Regions from separate parts of the Cricetulus griseus genome. Here region 1 is linked to region 2. The links are chromatin contacts, called in public Micro-C maps. All regions are on one chromosome and are shown on one strand. The core of a region is the stretch at or near the end of the contact, and the rest is flanking DNA. Distances in the headings are between cores, read along the strand shown.

The links. Hi-C and Micro-C count contacts between places; a contact is called where the count stands out from the background.
Region 1: a Micro-C map of the CHO-K1 cell line shows a contact between it and region 2, with 2.9 times the contacts expected there. The contact joins the enhancer-like site here to the promoter of Uros in region 2. A contact is called at or near these places in 2 of 8 Hi-C or Micro-C datasets (both in the CHO-K1 cell line).

Annotation. Positions count from the first base shown.
Region 1 is chr3:67,208,395-67,211,094 of CriGri-PICRH-1.0, forward strand. Edrf1 (erythroid differentiation-related factor 1) reads right to left here. Exons shown (of 24, transcript XM_027409127.2): 17 at 2,038-2,256; 18 at 1,094-1,317. Among named protein-coding and RNA genes, the nearest start is that of Mmp21, 22 kb to the left of the region's middle. Within about 2 kb of position 1,422, at least 3 of the 6 cell types and tissues checked have open chromatin away from gene starts, as enhancers often do. A contact at or near this core is called in the CHO-K1 cell line, where this site is marked.
Region 2 is chr3:67,161,882-67,164,581 of CriGri-PICRH-1.0, forward strand. It overlaps Uros (uroporphyrinogen-III synthase), which reads left to right and starts at 1,317. Exons shown (of 9, transcript XM_027409123.2): 1 at 1,317-1,455. Bccip (BRCA2 and CDKN1A-interacting protein) reads right to left here and starts at 1,151. Exons shown (of 7, transcript XM_027409117.2): 1 at 959-1,151. The coding sequence starts at 1,120.

The DNA of each region.
Region 1 (2,700 bases), core at 172-2,671, 47 kb after region 2:
ATTTTAAAATATACTATGCCAGAACACTTTTCATGAGAGCAAAAAATTTCAAAACAGCTAGTAACTTAAGAGCTCATGTCTTTATAACGTTTGTTTTCATTTACTTACTGTGTGTATACATGCATGTATTAAACTCAAAGATAACCTGTGGGAGTCAGTTCTCTCCTTTGACCATGTGAGTTCTGGGGACTGAACTCAGGTCTACAGGTTAGATGTCAAGTGCCCTTACCTCCTGAGCCACACAGACCCCTTTCTTGTACTCTTCCCAACGCTGGAGACAATGTAGCAAAATTTGGTAAATAAACTCATCCCCTTCCCTTTCTAGGTAGTCTACAATGCTCATGCCTCAGTCAACTAGGTGCTGGGGTTTCATGAATGCAGCAAGTGGCTCTGAGTTATTCCTTAGACAGATTTTTACTTGTATATGTGTGTCTGCACATGTGTGTGGGTACATGAAAGGTCAGGAGAGAGTATTGGATCTTCTGAAGCTGGAGCTGGATAGCTCACCTACTGCCCAGCATGGGACCTGAACTCTGATCCTCTGGAAGAATATCAAGCATTTTCAAACATTGAGCCATCTCTTCAGTGCCAGGTTCAACTTGTAAATGTAATATAAATTGAAATTTTTAGATTTTAAAAAACATTTAAAATATTTTTTAAAACCATTTACTTTAAGGTTATTTGCCCTTTTTCATATTCAAGTTTCTTAACCTTTCTTCACACCTTAAAGGGTGCATTCACCTATGACCTGTGCTGTGTGTGTGATCATTTCTGTGAGACCTGCTTCCACTTGTACTCTCTGATGTACATTTCTATCTCCTATACTGGGCTGGACACACAGCCTTCCACCTGTATCTTCTGGTACTTTCCCAGTTTCACTCTCTCCACGCAATCTTTAATACACCGAACATTTACTCTAGTTGCACCAACACCATTTACTGAAGCATCTAACCCAATAATTCCACGTGCCATCCTCAGCACTAACACCTTACTGTTCCTATGAGCTGTTCATCCCTTAGCCGTCACAATGTTGTACTCATATTTAGTTTTATAAGGATGAGAAGATGAGGCCAATATAAGGCAACCACCTTACCTTGCTGTAATACAAGCCCTCTTCTGGAGAGAACTCCCGTTTGAACTCATCCTCTGCACCACAGTGCGCCTGTGCACAGACCCGCATAAGTCTTCCTGTGTTGCACAGCAGAAGGGCAGCATTTGTAGCATCGTCAATCGACTCAAAGTTGTGAATCCCCTTTTCAAAACAAGAAAAGCTTTTTTTCCACAATTGTTGCTCTGCAGCAGACACAGATTTGCTCACTTCACAAAGAAAGAAAGAAAACAATTGCATAAGCAGACATCAGTGTGACCAATGGGGTCAACCGCAGCACTCTCTCTGATGCCTGACACATGAGGAAACATCCTTCATGAGTCATTCAGTGAAGCACTAACCCCCACTAGCTCACAATGTGACTATGCTTAGAATGAGGTCTTTGAAGAGTGATTCAGGTGAAATGAAGTCACTAAGAGTGAGGTCCTGATCCAATATGCCTCTGACCCCTGTAAGAAGGGAAGAGACAGCAAAGGTATACACAGAGAAAGGGCCTTGTGAGAACACAGTAGGAAAGGGCTGTCTGAAAGCCAAGAAAAGAACCTTGACCTTGAACTTGTGGGTCTGTGCACAACTAGGACAGTTTCCCCTTTCCACTGCACTGCATGTAACCTTTAACACATTTCCCAGAAATCTGTATTTATAGATTTCCAAGTGGGAAATTTCCAGACACACACCCAATACAGAAGCTGGCACATGGCTGGCTGTTCAAGTTGTTTCTAAGCTGACTGGACAGTCTGAAGTATAGAAGTTAAAATGGAAGATACTGGGAAGAATGAATCCCAAGGAGGAAATAATGTTTTCTCTATTTCTTAAGAGCATAGAAGAGAACCTTGTCGTCACACACCCTCAAGTGCCAGTTCTTTGCTCCACCCACAAACAGTGTGATTCTCAGTACAATAGGTATCGAAGAGGACATAGACACTCACCTACTCGCTCACCCTGCAGTGCAGCAGCCTGATTCATGTAAAACACACCAATTTCATTTCTAATATTTCCCATTCTCTTCAACACTTGTACATAATGTTCAGGATTCTGACTTTTTAAGTCACTAAATTGCAAGATTTCATTAGCAGCCTCATAACATTTACAACTAACTGAAAGTTGACTTTCTAAGTCTGTAGATAGATCTGTTGCCCATGCAAATCCTAAGAAAAGAAAACAAGGAAATATCAACACAAGTCATGTTATGAGCCCTTCCTCCATAATACCTATAGTACCTGACATTTTAAGTCAAAAAGTGTTAACAGTGTAAATATAGATTCTACCAATACAACAAAAAACTTAGATGTCAGTCAAAATGTCTATTAACAAAATGGTATTTTCCCAGAATATTTGTGTCTGACTAAAAGTATTTTTCCGTCTATAAATACCAAATATCCCTACCATTCAGATTGATTTTCCCAGGCTACACATACAGGCTCCTAAGAAATGATGCATCTCTGTTTTCTAGTATTCTATGCTAGCTATAATTATCCAAGACTGACTGACACTTACACCCCACTGCAGTGTGTTCATATGCATGCTCTGAGCTGAGCTGCTCCTGTGGTTAAATCACCATCTCCCTTTAGAACAGACGATACAAGCACATG
Region 2 (2,700 bases), core at 67-2,566:
ACAGTGAAAAGCTACTATAGATGGCTGGAAGTATGACTCAATGGTAAAGTGCTTGCCTACCATGCACAGTATACTGGGTTTGATTCGCAGCACTTCAAAAACAACAAAATAAAGTTACAGGTAATTTCGCTGTGGCTATCCCAGTCTTAATTTCATCTAAAAAAAAAAAAAAAAAAAAGGAAAACCTTTATAGTAACCAGACAAGAGATGATGGAAGTGTGAACTAGAATAGTAGCAGGATCAATATGTGCCTGGATACTGAAGGAAAAAGCTAATAGAATTTACTGATGGACTGGGTGAGGGGTGAGATAGGAGGCATAACACCGGCAAACTGGGGAACTATTATAAACCCTGCTTTGGACCGTCAAGTCTGAAGTCCCTAGACAGCAATTGTCTTGAACACTGTTTGAATCCTAATCATTCACCTAGAAAGAAGGGCTTCAACCACCGGAAAGTAGGTACTAAGAAAGGACATCAGTTCTGTGAGACCACAAAACCAAATCTGACCACGTTGGCTGTCCCAGGGAGGCAGGAAATACGGTCTAGCTGTGATTAGACAGACAGACAGACAGACAGACATAACGAAGGGGAAACTATGCAGGATGAAGAGCGTTTGAAGAGTGTAGGACAATGCAGGTAGCCTTTACGAAACTGCAAAGGGCCAGAGTGAGCAAGCCAGTGTAGCAGGGAGAGGAGAGAAGAAACTTCGTCGGTACGCTGGGCCAGTAAAGACTTGGGCCACTGAAGTAAGTGTGTGTGGGATTGGCCGGCTTCTGGGGGATGTAATTCACCCGGGCAGGGCTTCAAGGAGTTATGTGTAGAAAAGCCTGAGGTGAGAACCTGGGTAAGAATGTACCACGTAAGGTTCAACTCCTGAACCACAGCGACTATCACTTTACCACAGCTTCGGTTGCCTGAATTTTGTTTTCTCCCAAAAATATGGTCACATGTGCCTCACCTCGTCCACGATCTCGTCTTCATCCTCTTCCTCGTCACTGTCTTCATCGTCTTCTTCCTCACCCTCCACCTCATCCTCTTCTTCCTCCTCGCGCTGGTCCTGCTGTCCCAGAGGCCGCTGAACCCCGTTTCCCAACGCTCGCTTCTTAGCTTTGGATGCCATGCTGCCGGCCACACTGCGCCTGCGCAAATCCCGCCCCTGTCCTTCCGGTCTATCGTTGGCCTAGGGGTAAACAGGCTCAAAAAGTTCGCCGCGGAGTCGGCGCGACCCAGACAGAGCCCTGGATGAGTCCCGCAGAACTAATGTGACAGATTTATCTTCACCGCGGGGTCATGGTGTGACCCTCTCTTCTTCCCTCCATCCTCCTGCCGTCCTCATTCTCTCCGGGTCTTTCCTGTGTGCGCAGTGGTTGGGCCCATCCTGCGTTCCTTCCGCCGGCGCCTAGATGCCTGTGCGCGTGCACAGCCAGATGTGTACGGGCGGCCCACGCGCCTGAGGTACGAGCCCGGGGACCGCTAGCTGCCGGGTGAGGGGCGGCTCCCGGTTGTCTGTGCTCAGCAGCCCCGACAGGGACCGCGAGATTCTTGCCCCGCGGCGTGCAGGTCGGTCCTGCTTCTGAGCCCGCGAGGTAGGTGTCGGGCTCAGGACCCGACTAGGGCACAGGTCTGTGGACTTGCACGCAGGCCCTAGCGATCCGTGACTCCCGTGCAAAGAGGGGCTGACCGGCGCTCCCGGAGTCCGCGCCAGAAGGCCGGCTGATCCTGGCAGGGGCCGGGCCCATGCCATCTCCCTAACAAAGTTCTCAGTAGACAAGACGACCACATGGGACCACAGTGTCGTTAAAAGACTTGCTTGAAAAGAATAGAACCGAAAGAAAGGGATTGCGGCAAGTTAGCGAGTGTTACCCCGCCTCTGCCACTACTTGTGGATAAATGAAGTACTGGTCCAAAGTTTCAGATTTTAAGAGAAGCCAGATTTTTGCAAGGAGCATCCTGAAGGTTAGAACCTTCTACCAGTCAGGTTTATCCTACAGTCTGCTGACTTGAAGCTCCTTGTAAAGGTTATTGAGAAAGATCATTAACTAGAGAAAACATTAACTTCCTGACAAGAGGCTCTGTGATTCTCCCCCTCCCTTTTTTTTTTTCTTTAAAATTACGGCAGCATATGAGGTGTGTTTAATTCCGAAACCAGAGTGAGCTGCCCCTAGAAGTAAGGAAGCCTTTGCCAGAGAAATTTAGGGAATGTGAATAGCCCCAATGATTCTTCATCAGTCAGGACACCAAGGCCCCCATTAACCCAGAGTTCCCATGACGGTGAGATCTAGGTGTCCCGGGAGCTTCTTATGTACCAGTCTATATCGTGGACAGTAATGACACCAGGATTACACCTCTGATAGAGTAACTTAAAATGGCTACTTCCTAAATCCAGACCTCTACTTGGGTTTTGTAATTGTCCAAAAAAACATATTCTTGTAATGCATAACTATGACAATGCTAATAATAGAAAAAAGATTTAAAACATGTCAATAGAATTGCACTGAGACTCATGAACAATTTTCCCCCAAGTCTTTATAGTTTTTGTTGTTAGTATGGTAAAATATGCATAACAAAATTTAACACTTAGTGCATGGGCTTTTTTGTTTGTTTGTTTTTTTGGGTTTTTTGGTTTTTTTGAGACAGGGTTTCTCTGTGTAGGTTTGGAGCCTATCCTGGTACTCGCTCTGGAGACCAGGCTGGCCTCGA